Regions from separate parts of the Mus musculus genome. Here region 1 is linked to region 2. The links are chromatin contacts, called in public Micro-C maps. All regions are on one chromosome and are shown on one strand. The core of a region is the stretch at or near the end of the contact, and the rest is flanking DNA. Distances in the headings are between cores, read along the strand shown. Region 1 overlaps Med23 (mediator complex subunit 23). Region 2 holds the start of Med23 (mediator complex subunit 23).

The links. Hi-C and Micro-C count contacts between places; a contact is called where the count stands out from the background.
Region 1: a Micro-C map of granulosa cells shows a contact between it and region 2, with 2.7 times the contacts expected there. The contact joins the enhancer-like site here to the promoter of Med23 in region 2. A contact is called at or near these places in 3 of 39 promoter capture datasets (the 3T3-L1 cell line, embryonic stem cells and macrophages), 89 of 484 Hi-C or Micro-C datasets (the AML12 cell line, B cells, the C10 cell line and 47 more), 6 of 115 datasets of contacts at active chromatin or transcription factors (the SCID.adh cell line, bone marrow-derived macrophages, embryonic stem cells and 1 more) and 4 of 9 other capture datasets (adipose tissue, embryonic stem cells, liver and 1 more).

Annotation. Positions count from the first base shown.
Region 1 is chr10:24,902,201-24,908,468 of GRCm38.p6, forward strand. Med23 (mediator complex subunit 23) reads left to right here. Exons shown (of 30, transcript NM_001166416.1): 20 at 1-8; 21 at 93-273; 22 at 1,461-1,631; 23 at 2,061-2,277; 24 at 3,622-3,858; 25 at 4,982-5,147; 26 at 5,735-5,807. Among named protein-coding and RNA genes, the nearest start is that of Mir6905, 5.3 kb to the right of the region's middle. Within about 2 kb of position 3,576, at least 6 of the 459 cell types and tissues checked have an H3K27ac peak or open chromatin away from gene starts, as enhancers often do. A contact at or near this core is called in granulosa cells, where this site is marked.
Region 2 is chr10:24,867,134-24,873,994 of GRCm38.p6, forward strand. Med23 (mediator complex subunit 23) reads left to right here and starts at 2,853. Exons shown (of 30, transcript NM_001166416.1): 1 at 2,853-3,013; 2 at 3,321-3,352; 3 at 3,531-3,618; 4 at 6,340-6,464. The coding sequence starts at 2,966.

The sequences.
Region 1 (6,268 bases), core at 2,326-4,825, 36 kb after region 2:
GGCTACAAGTAAGCCAGAAGCCCCGGGTTTCAGTCTGCTTGGCAGTCAGCGTTGTCCATGCCAGAGCTCAGTTCTCACTCTTTGCCTTGTAGGGTCCTGGAGAGGATTGGGGCCAGGGCCCTGGTGGCCCATGTGAGAACATTTGCAGATTTCCTGGTGTATGAGTTCTCTACGTCAGCAGGAGGTCAGCAACTCAATAAGTGCATTGAAATTCTCAACGACATGGTGTGGAAGTACAACATTGTCACGCTGGACAGACTCATTCTCTGCCTGGTAAGAATACGTTTCTAAGCCTTTTTACCATGCAGTGATGGGATTGTGTGAGTGGGAGGCCGCGTGCTGACTTCCTCTGTTTGGCCTCAGAGAATTTCACCGACTTATGCTGTGCTTAAGCTTCCTTAAAGAAGAAGGACTTTCTGGATTCCCTTTTTCAGTGCATTTTCAGTGATTAGTATTATATTCACAGAAGATACAAAAGTAAATAGATTTTTCTGGTCTTGTTATGCTTTGAAATACAAATGGTTTATTCTCAGAGGCTGCAGGTCAGGAAATAGTGAAAAGCTATTGCTTGTCTTTGCTAGCTGATGTAATCATTCCCTTCAGTCGTCAGGAGTCTGACTGTTGTGTGTACCCAGCATCCTCCACGTGTTCCCTTGGCTTCTGCCTGTTAGTGTATCTCAAAGGTAGCTGGTTCGTCTGTTCGTCTGTTTGTTTTAGGGTTTGTTTTGTTTTCATGTGCATGAGTGTTTTGCTTGCACGTGACGTTGACAGTGTGTCTGGGGGCCAGCAGAGGGTGTCAGACCATCTAGAACTTGAGATACAGAGAGTTCTGAGGAGCCCTGTCGTGCTGAGAATCAAACCCACATCACCTGCAAGAGCAGCCAGCGCTCCAGACTCTGAGCCTGCAAACACTTCAACCCTTCAAGCCAAGTTTTACGAAAAGACTGAATTACACTAGGAAATTAAATACTTTTAAAAAATTATTAGTGTTTGGGTATGTTGGCATATCCCTGTAATCCCAGCAGATGCAGGGGGATTGTCCTAAGTTCAAGGCCAGGCTGGTCCACATTGAGAGCCCAAGGCCAGCCAGGGCATTCTGGTTGTACTTGTAGTGACTTCGTTCATTAATACTGACCTCTTCTCTGTGAAGCATAAACGTACAGGTAGTTGTAGTGTAGTAGGGGGACTAAGACAGTGTACCTGGCAAAGGTAATGCAGTGATGCGGGGAAAGAGCATCAGAAAACAGGCCGTCACGTGACATCATCAAAGAAAGCTTTACCTTAAGGTAAACATTCCTAGCAGGAGGAGTAGTGAACCACAAATAGGCCAAAAGGGTCAAATCATCTTTAGGAGCGATGAAAGATTGGTTTGGGGTAGACTAGACATCTAAGGAAATTGTAATAATATAATTTTATGCAGATACGACTAGTTCTCTTAATTTTTCTGTTTATTTCCAAAGGCTATGCGTAGTCATGAAGGAAATGAAGCCCAGGTTTGTTATTTCATAATTCAGTTGCTGTTGCTCAAACCAAATGACTTCAGAAACCGAGTAAGTGACTTTGTGAAGGAGAATTCCCCAGAGCACTGGCTCCAGAGTGACTGGCACACCAAGCACATGAGCTACCACAAGGTACCCACTCTGAGAGAGAGCAGCAGCGGGGATGGCTGTTCAATTGATTGGGCTGTTTGCATTGTGGGCCTGTGGTTTCCTTTATGGCCTCTGTACAGACCCACAGCGAGTTAGCTGTAGGCTATGCTAATGAATAAGAGTAAAATGTAACTGTACTTCAAGTCGGCATGATTCTGAATCAAATGAAGATAGCAGTAATAAAATTAGTATTGCATGACTTTTGGGGAGCTGGGGTGTTGCTGATTTAAGGAGGCATGTGCTTTAAAAAATATTTTTTTGTAGATTTCTTCTTTCTCTCTCCCTTCCTTCCTTCCTTCTTTCCTTCCTTCCTTCCTTTCTTTTTTTTTTTTTTTTTTTTTTTTTTTTGTAGCTCTTTTGTGCTCGCTTTTTTGGAGCTACTCTAACACATGTCTGTCTCCTCACCTACAGAAATATCCCGAGAAGCTGTATTTTGAAGGCCTGGCAGAGCAGGTTGACCCTCCTGTACCAATCCAGTCCCCTTATCTGCCCATCTACTTTGGAAATGTGTGTCTCCGGTTCCTTCCAGTATTTGATATAGTAATCCACAGGTTTTTAGAGTTGCTTCCAGTGTCCAAATCACTAGAGACTCTCCTGGATCACCTAGGGGGCTTATATAAATTCCATGGTGAGTTTGTTCAGCTTGTAATTCCATCTGACACCTTTATGAACAGATAGGCTGAGCACGCCATGTAGTAAAAGTGGTTCTGCAGGTTTGAAGCACTGCAGGGTGAAGTCATACAGGTGTCACAAGATGCACAGCACAGAGCCATGAGGTTTCTCTATAAAGAAAGTGGGTGTCAGGAGGTCTGGGAGGTGCAGTTTGAACTTTTGCTATGCACAGTTTGTATGAGCAGGAGGGCCGTAAGCATACATGAGTCATGGGGTCTTTTGGGAAAACTGCGGTGGTGGAAGATAAAGGCCTATTTGAAGGAAGATGGCTTTATTGAACTGAATTAAGAATGTTTACCTGTGAGTTTTAAAATAAGGCCAGGAAAGGAAAACACGCCTGACTGCAGGCTCACATTAAATGCCAGTTTCAGTTTTATAACCTAAAGATGGTGGTTCTGGAAGTCACGGAGTAAGATGGGTGGGTGGGAGTCATTGTTTTAGAATGATGAGGTTAGGTGTGGCTCACAGCCCATCTCAGAACTACACCACAGCCTCTCAAAAAGCCGTGGGCCATGCAGTGGATACACCGGAACCAGGAACACGATTTTGCTGGGCTGTGTTTACTTAGAAGACCATTGAAACTCTGGTCTTAAGACTGGAAACTAGAGCATGATACAGCCCATGACAAAAATGTGAAAGCAGAAGTATATTACTGAACAGAGTAAGTGTCAGGCTCAAGGGAGAATGGATGCCTTTAAAAGTAGTGCTCTGGATTAGGTGACATGGGAACACTGTCTCCAATGGGTGTGCAGTGACAAGTCCCACTGTGTGTGCAGCTGGCCATAGTGTCTGAGCCGGCACTATGACAGTTGTCTGGGTGACCTTCCTTAGATGCCACTGTGACAGTTGCCTGGGTGGCCGTCAGGTGCCACTCTGGGTTCTCACTCTTTGCCTTCTTTTGTTTGGTTAAAAATACATTGCAGCATTCTGCACCTGGTTCTTTCTCCCATCTGCTGTGCTGAGGTTGGTTATTAACGTCAGTATGTGAAGACCTCTACCTCTCTGTGATAATTTCTCAGCCCTTTGTTTGTGACTGTACTTGACATTTGCTGCTTTCCATCGTTTTTGTGCAGTAAATGTACAGAAGTAAAAGTGTCTGCTCAGGACAACCACAAATTATGTGTGTTGTTAGGAATCTTCTGCCTGATTTAGGATTAAAGTGCTCCCTGTGTGTGATGGTCCAGCGTGTGAAGTAATGTCAGTTCTCTGAGCTGTGTTTAGGTAGTCATGGAAGCACGGGATTCGCTTTCATACTTATCAGTAACCTGATAAACACGCTGAGCTGTTTTCTTCTTGACAGACCGGCCAGTGACTTATCTGTATAATACTTTGCACTATTATGAAATGTGCCTGAGAAACCGTGACCATCTCAAACGAAAACTTGTCCATGCAATCATTGGCTCCCTCAAAGATAACCGGCCACAGGGCTGGTGTCTCAGTGATACCTACCTGAAGCATGCTATGAATGCACGGGAGGACAACCCCTGGGTTCCGGAGGACTCCTACTACTGCAAGCTGATTGGCCGACTGGTAGACAATATCCTTTCTTCTGTCATGTTTCTTCCAGACTCTCCATAAATAGCAGTATTTTAGCTTGTAAGAGCGGTTTTTAAGGTAATGTTCTTTGTATTTCAAAACCTCATTTTTAATTTTGAGTTGCTTAGGCCAACCTTAGCCTCATTGCCTTGGACAGTCCTCTGCCTCAGCTCCTCAGGAACTGAGGCTGTGAGCGCATGCTATACTCACCCTCAGGCCTCCAGTGGCAGGCTAACTGTGGAGTCATAACTGGCCCAGAACTTGCTGTATAGGCCAGGCTGGCCTTAGACTCACAGATCTTCCTCCCATATGATGGGATTAAAAGTGGCCTTTATGATTATTTTATCTGTGTAAAAGTTTTGAAACTTTAAATTGCATCATCATACCAGACGTATAGGAGTTTTCTCTGTTGCGACTCAAATTTTTTGTTTGTTTGTTTGTTTCGAGACAGGGTTTCTCTGTGTGTAGCCCTGGCTGTCCTGAAACTCACTCTGTAGACCAGGCTGGCCTCAAAACTCAGAAATCTGCCTGCCTCTGCCTCCCAAATGCTGGGATTAAAGGTGTGTGCCACTACTGCCCGGCTAGCTTTTGCTTTTTATTTTTTATGTATGTTTTTATTTCTTGAGTTTGATTTCATGTGTACAGTTATCAGCAGTCTACATAACATGTCTGTATACCATGCCTAAATAAAAGAATGTATTTCCTGTGGTAGCAGACTTACTCATTTTTAAAGAAATGTTTACATGAAATTGCCCTGCGACTATAAAAGAAATCGGATAAAGAGGCCTGAGGCCACATTGTTCTGTCTCCTCCTGGTATAGCATCTGTTCTGAGAGTCCATGTGTAAGTACAACCACTTGTTTCGTGGGTATTGCTCAGTGTGCTTAAGTCACGCAACACTTATCTCATGATAGCTTATCTCATGTTTGCTTTGTATTTATTGTTTATCCTTTTATATTTTAATTTCAGTTAAATCACTTCTTGACAGCCTATAATCAGATCAGTTGATAATCAAATGAGATGCTTATGTCTGGAACTTTATGAAACCTGTAAACACTGTATTATGTAAGTGTGAACCATTCATCTTAGAATAGTCAAATTGTTATTGCCTTAATCTTTTGCACCCATGGCGGGCAAGTCTCCAGGACCCTTCCCAAACTGTGACTGGAGATTCAATGAGTTTCCCAACCCCGCTGCCCACGCTCTGCATGTGACGTGTGTGGAACTCATGGCCTTGGCGGTTCCAGGCAAAGATGTGGGGAATGCCCTTCTCAATGTCGTCCTGAAAAGGTCTGTGTCCTTTGTCCTGGAGTTGGAGTCTGTTTACTTCTGCCGGGGTTGCTGTCAGGCAGACCTGTGCCCCAAAGTGAGCGCTGTGGGTAACAGTCTTCTCGTCCCACTCTCACTGCTGAGGTGCAGGGATAAGAGAATGACCAGTGGTCACATTCACTAGACCAAGGTTTGCTCACATTCTACCTCTAACCTGCTTGATGATGAAGTGAGTCATAATGTTAGCTTGTCACTGTAAGTCTCTGTACAGATGAGCAGGAGCAGGGGTAGAGCTTGTTAGAGCGTCTCCTCAGCAAGTGCTAGATAGAGGGTAAGTCCCCAGGTGCATCCTCCACTCCAAACATGTCCTCTTAAAAGATCAGCAGAAAGTAGGGAGCAGGTATAAAGTCCAATCGTTTTTCAGCCTTAAGACTGTTGTTAAAGGACACGCAAACAAAGGATTTATTTTGTGTATATTTTTTTTCTCAAAAAAAATAACATTATTATTTGGAGTTGATTGGTGAGTCATCCATACAAAACAAGATCCTTAGTCAAGTGTAGAGAATGTTTTCAAAATGTCACCTTTTTTTTTTCCTGTCCTCTTGCAGCCAGCCCTTAGTGCCAAGGGAGAACATTACAGCGTGGATGAATGCAATTGGTCTGATCATCACGGCCCTCCCAGTGAGTTGCTAACTGTGGGTTGTACGTAATGATGCAGTGTCAACCAGAGAAATGCATACAGAGTAAGCTTGCCCAGGAAGCTCATGCCAGTTAATGAACCGGCTCCTTCTTCAGTCTTTCATACCATTGCTTTTTAAAAAGTTCCAGCGAGGCTGGAGATGCAGCTCAGTCAGTAGAGTGCCTGCTAGCGTGCGCAGAGCCCTGGCTGTGAGTGCACAGAACACACCCATAATCCCAGCCCTTGGGAGGTAGCGACAGGAAGATTGAAGCTTCTAATTCGTCTTCAGCTACATCACCAGTTTGAGACTAGCCTGGGCTTCATGAGACCGTGTCAACACATACACATAGTTACAGTCACTGTCACTGTCCTTTTGCTGTTCCCTGTCACTTATGAATGTATCTGCTAGACATATCTATCTCTGCCAGTAGCAGCTTCCCCATCCATTCTTCATTTCCGTCTC
Region 2 (6,861 bases), core at 1,603-4,102:
TTGCCCTGAATCCTTCAGTAAATCTCCACTGAGAAAAAACTGGATCCTTGGGTTTAACCCAGAAAATATTTTCCAGAAAAAACAAAGTATGAAGTAGAGTTGGGGTTTCTTTTAAACAGGGCCAAGGAGATGGCTCAGGGGTTCAGGCAAATGCTGGTGACCTGAACTCAATCCCTGGAACCCACAGTTGCCCCCTGACCTCACAGTTGACCCCTGACCTTGACACTCACACCGTGGCACTTGCACATACATATGTAAACAAATGTAAAAATTTATCTGTGAATTTATTGAGAATTTTATAGATGTATACAATGAAGTATGATCCGATTTATCCCCGTTTGCTGCTCCAATTCTCCTCGTATTGCCTCAGCATGCCCTCCTCCCAGCTTCATGCCTTATTTTGTTTACAACCCACTAGGTCTAGCTAGGGCTGCTTATACACACACAGATATAGTGCAACCAACTATAGTAGTGGTTCTCAACCTTCCCAAAACTGCAACCCTTCAATGCAGTTCTCTTTGTGGTGACCCCAACTATAGAATTATTTTGTTACTACTTTATAACTGTAATTTTGATACTGTTATAGACTATAAATATCTGATATATAGGATATCTGATTTGTTACCCCTGTTGGGGTCTCAACCTACAGGTTGAGAACCCCTGCACTAGAGCATAGACAACTCCATATCTTCAAAAATGAAAGAGTTTTCCGTCCCCCCAAACCACTACTTATATCTACCCAGTAAGGAGTAGGACCTGAAGATCATTTAGCCTATCTATGCCAGGATTTGCCTATTCAGTAAAGGGTGGGACCCGAACATCATTTAACCTGTTTATTCAAGAATATAGCTACTCAGTATGGGGTGGGACCTCAGGGCTAGTTAGCAAGTATACACCAGGATATTGGTATCTTCTCTGACTAAAGGCTGACATTACTACAAGTCTATAAGTGTAAGCCTACATATTTAGAAGGCAGTTTGACAAAATGAGCTCAAGACAAGCCTAGGAGCACATAAGACCTTATCACAGACCAGAAGACATGGGAAGAGGAAAAAAAAGGAGGAGAATATGGAGGAACAATAGCAACCTCAGCCACAAAAAGGAAAGACAACAAGAAAGCTGAAGATGTCCATCTACCAGCCAGGGAGACTGTCTGTCCTCCAGATTTGTATCAACATCAACATAAATCTCTATTATTTAAACTACACAGTCTTTCATATCATGTCCACAGCAAACAGAACACTGAATGTTAAGTCTTTCAGGCTACTCTTCAACTAGAAAATTAAACAGTTCATCTCAGTAGCTATGGTACAGTAAACAATGCTATATACAGTGATTGGATATCATTTACATTTGTTGGGAAGCTAAGTTTCTGCCAGACTATGACTGGAAAATCACCAGCTTCTTGCCCATAAGCTCTCAGGAAGCAGTGCCTGCTTCACTGTTAGAGCAGAGCAGCTTCAGTTGCCTGAAACCCACATGAGAGATGGGAGTGGGAATGTGTCTTTACTGGTAAACTGTTTGTCTAGCAAGCAGGAAGCCCTGAGTTCAATCCTAACCCAAACCCTAGCACACCTAACCCTAACCCCAGGTCCAATCTGAAACCTAACCCAACACTTCTTCCTGGCAGATAGTCTCAGGGGCGTCCCATCTCTCGCCATGAGAAATAGAAGGATCAAATATTCAAGGTCACTCTGCTACATAGTAAGTTCATGGTCAACTTGGGATACAAAATACCCTGTCTCAAAACTATAAAATAAAATGAAGACGCCATGGAAACTCAAGATGGTCCTTACACGATTCCCCAGAAGCCCCTCTAATTCTCCAACATTGTGTTAAATTTAAATATTTTATTGGGAGGGTACTACACTGGTATGCCTTTTTGTAAGTCATCTATGCTTGAGGTAGGAGTTCCTAGTAATGAGGGTACCCGAGTCACGTGCTTCTATAAGAAACTATAATAAGCTCATTGTTTTACCAAGCTGGATTTGAATGAGATTTTTTTTTTTTTGAGGCAGGGTTACTCTGTGTAGCCTTGGCTGTCCTGGAACTCACTTTGTAGACCAGGCTGGCCTTGAACTCAGAAATCCACCTGCCTCTGCCTCCCAAGTGCTGGGATTAAAGGCGTGCACCATCACCGCCCGGCAAGATCCTTTCTTTAATCTGTCAATGTCCTCTATTTAGGGTTTATAAACATTTATTTACATCTCCCCAAAGAGGGAAAAGTCCTGTGAGAACTTATCTCCAGTCATGAAAACCAATTAAAAAAATATGGACTTAAATACCAAAGCTAGAACAAAGTTTCTGGAAGAAAACATTGACGAATAGCCTTTGGATAGACAAAAATTTCTTCATACTAAGACAATAAAAAAAAAAGTTTTCAGAAATTTACCAGGATGATGGGAAAATTGTTTTAAAATGATGTACTTAGTACCGCCACTTATTTGCGAATTAACAATAAAGGGTTTATTCTTTTTTTTTTTTTCAACATTCAATAAACGATGACGACACGCCCATCACTGTGCTAGCAACTGAGGGTACCATAGTGAAGACATGGGTCCTATTGGGCAAGAATAACGTGGTATCAACTGCTTCACGAGGTCAGCTCTTGACAGTCACCCACTTGGTTCTGGCCACAGCCCTTGTGATTCGGATCTGCAAATGAAACTCCAAACAGGTCGCAGTTCCGGCTCCAGCCAGGAGAGGGTGGCCTTGCCCGGGATCAAGCAGCGCTGTCAGCTTACGGGGTCACCTCTACGAGCGGAACCAACAGGCTGAGATACAGATTTCAGAGGGGCTGGTAACGGGTAAGCACCGGGCGGGCTCATTCGCCTGGCACCGAAGGAAGTAACAGAGCAAGAGAGAGCGGCGGCTTCCTGCTGGTGGCTCCGCCCCTCCGCTCCATTCTTTCCCGACCCTGGCTCTCACCCGTCTGTCGCCGGGTTCCCCGGGAGCCCGGGGCTCGATGGTACCGATGGAGACGCAACTGCAGAGCATTTTCGAGGAGGTGGTGGTGAGTGCCACTGTCCGTAAGCCAGAGCCATGGCTCCGGGAAGTGCAGGCTGCGTGCGGCTCCAGGCTGCGGGCCTGGGCCAGCTCCTTTCCCGCCCCTATGTTGACATAGGCGTCTGAACCGGGGTGGCGGTCCCCCCATCCCCGGACTGCTGCCAGATCTAAGAAAGTGCTGTTAGTTCCCGCCGCGGTCCCCATAAAAGTGTCGTGCTCTATCTGTATTGCCCGGGAATATTTCTCTCGGGGACATCTCCCACCCCGCCCCCTTTTAGTAGTCAGATCGTTTACTAGTTTTTGTTTGTTTGCAGAAAACAGAAATTATAGAAGAGGCCTTCCCAGGGTGAGTATGTGGCAGGCAGATCTTTGTGTGTGTGTGTGTGTTTTTTTAATTGTTGTTTGTAGATTTATCTTTGTTAGATTCCACTTAAGTTGGTTTTGAGGAGTTAAAAAAAATCTACCTTGCAGGATGTGTACCTGTTTAAAACTAGCAGCAGATAATGTGATTTTTGTTTTTTCAGAATGTTTATGGATACCCCCGAGGATGAAAAAACAAAACTAATTAGCTGCTTGGCGGCCTTCCGGCAGTTTTGGAGTGGACTTTCTCAGGTGAGACATTTCATGTTGAACATCCACTTAATGACGTTTGACGCCTTCCTTTTTACTTTTTACATCTTCTTTGATCTTTTTCTTAAGATCGTTTAGGAAAGGGAAAAATAAGACTGCTGTCATTTTATGTAAATGTACTTACTGGAGAACCTGTGTTAAAAGTTCAAGGTAATAAGATTGCAGTGGGAAATGTTTTAAAAATTTCCTTCTATGTTATATTATGTAAGGTAGTTTTTATCCTCTTTGTATAAATTGGCTTTGAATGGAAACAGATATGCTAAACTTTTCTCGTAAAAGAAAAATGTCACTATTCAAAAAATGGCCCAGTATTTATAAATATGTCCTCATAAAGACACTGTGATAGAGTCCCCACTAGAGTAGTATTTCTCATGATGCACTGTAGACAGAGAAGTGAGCCGCTGGGCTTTCTGTGCCTGTGAGCTAGTATAAAATTTGCCACCCAGTTATGGATCCTAAAGGCAATATGTTCATGTTTTAAACTTTCTATTTTCAACAGGTCATGCTTTGACGTGAACCTGAAATATATAAGGCAAGCGTGACCAAGCTCCACACGCTGGCCGTCTTCCTGATCTAGCTCAGCCACCTGCCCTTCCTGTCTGAAGCCAGCATCCTAGTTTGTGTTCCCAGAACTGTTTAGCTATAAGACTGTCTCTCTGTGTCCTGAGTTCTAGGATTATAAAGCCATCTTCGTTCTTTTCTCTTTAAACAGTGCTGGGGTGTGGGGGGTGAACACAGGGCCTCACACACTGGTCTCCGAACATGTGAACATGTGTCCACATGCTAGGCACACAGTCGTCTCTGAACTACATCCTCAGGCTCACAATTATTATTACTATTATTATTTTCTGCTTTTTGAGTTCGAGACCACGCTGGCCTCGAACTCAGAAATCCACCTGCCTCTGCCTCCCAAGTGCTGGGATTAAAGGCGTGCGCCACCACCGCCCGGCTCAGAATTATTTTTATAGAATCACCATATACCATAGGTATTGGTCAGCAGTTAGCTCTGTACTTCTCACCATTAATAATAAGTTCTAAAGGTATTTCAAGGAATTTTTTGAGTTACAGTTTCTTTCTTACTTCTTATAGCGGTGTAGCATATTGTTATGTGTCCTTACCACCTATATTTATTAACTACCTTCTTGCTTTCAAATTTTTCTTTCTTTTTTTCCAGATAGAGTTTTGTTATGTAGCCCAGGTTAGACTTGAACTTTTAGTCTGCCTTCCTCTGCTTCCTGGTGTCATAGGATAGACCACCATGCTTAGCTAGATGTTTCTCTTCACTTTTTACTTACTTTGGGTGTGAGTGTGTGTGTGTGTGTGTGTGTGTGTGTTCAAGACAGGGTTTCTCTATATAGCCCTGGCTGTCCTGGAACTTTGTTGAACAGGCTGGCCTCAAACTCAGAAATCCGCCTGCCTCTGCCTCTCAAGAGCTGGAATAAAAGGTGTGCGTCACCACCGCCGGCCCACTACTTTTTTTTTTTTTTTTCGAGACAGGCTTTCTCTGTATAGCCCTGGCTGTCCTGGAACTCACTTTATAGACCAGGCTGGCCTTAAAGTCAGAAATCTGCCTGTCTCTGCCTCCCAAGTGCTGGGATTAAAGGCGTGTGCCACCACTGCCCGGCCGGCCCACTACTTTTAAGTAGTGTTACAGTAAGTAGTACTATTGATCAGGCATAGGATTGAATATTGGGCATAATATTGGTATAAATCAAAAGCTTTTTTTTTTGTCTTAGTTATGGAGGGGAGGTGTATAACACACATGATATAATCTCAGTGTAACGCAGATTTGCCTGGGATTTGATCTGTAGTCCAGATTGGCCGTGAACTCATGACCCTCCTGTCTCTATGTCCTCAGTACTGAGATATACGCATTCATAATCACCCCAGCAATTTATAATTTTAAGGAAATTACCTAATTATTTCTTATAAGGGTTATCTAGTTTACATTATCAATACCAACAACCAATATAATTTCCTGAAGGCATATAATAAAATAGTAATACTTTCTTATCCTTGTGTATCAAGCACTGGGAAATTTTATCTTGGTAAAATTTACTTTTTATCTTTCAATATTTAGCACATTTTATGCATTTTTAATTTTAAAATATTTGTTGGTCTTTTTATTTTAACTTTGTGTGTGTGTATGTGTGTTTGTGTGTGTGTGTATGTGTGTGACAGTACTTGTGTACAGGTCAGAGGACAACTTACAAGAGAGAGTCTCTACTATACGGACCCTGGGAATCAAACTCAGCAAGTGCCATGCCTGCTGCACCCCTGTCAGGCACATGGAATTGCTAAAGTCATTTCCTAAGGATTTAGTGATTTATGCTGTGGCCTTTCAAGATGTTTATATAGTGAGAGAGAAAGATACAAATACAATTGGCAATTCTAAATCAGATGATGGGTGGTGATCATCTGGAGGAGCAAGGTGTGTAGATCCTCCCAGGATGCTCTGGAAGGCAGGCTTCAGTGTGAGCATGGCTTTGGTATCAAGAGTTAACGTAGGGAAACTAGAAGTTCGATTTTTCTTTGGATTATGGTGGGCTCTGATTTGGGTTCATGGGGATTGGAGTCATTTAAATATTCACAGTGAAATATTTCATTTACAGTATTGATAGATTTTCAGGTATAATATTAGCATTTGTGTTACTTAGAAATTATGACTTCAGGCCCAAAATAAAAGTGTCTTCTAATTTTTAGGAGTCTCATGAACAGTGTGTTCAGTGGATTGTTAAATTTATTCATGGCCAACACAGCCCCAAAAGAATTTCTTTCCTCTATGACTGCTTAGCAATGGCAGTTGAGACTGGTCTCCTTCCACCCAGGTATGTTTGGGTGGGGATGAACGGTGGAAAGACCTTTGGTTATAAAGTTGCGGACTTGCTTTGAGGTTGTTATACAGAGACAAGAGATGGGAAGGGGCATGGAGCTCATATGTCAGTTGACTCATGAGGCAGGGCTTTTGTTTTAAATTTGTTTTGTTTTTATGTATATGCACTGTTAGTGATTGCCATGTATGTAGTGTTCCTGAGGAGGCCAGGAGAGGGCGCTAGACTCCCTGAACTGGGGCTGACAGTACAACAGCATTGTGAGCTGTGAAGTGTGGGTCGTCTCCAGCCTAGTGCTTGTTTTGTTTTCATAGTGTTTCATAATTATAGTTAGTGTGGCGAAGACTGAAATCCTTGCAAAGCTTCCCACACTCAGTCTACTGGGAACCTGTAT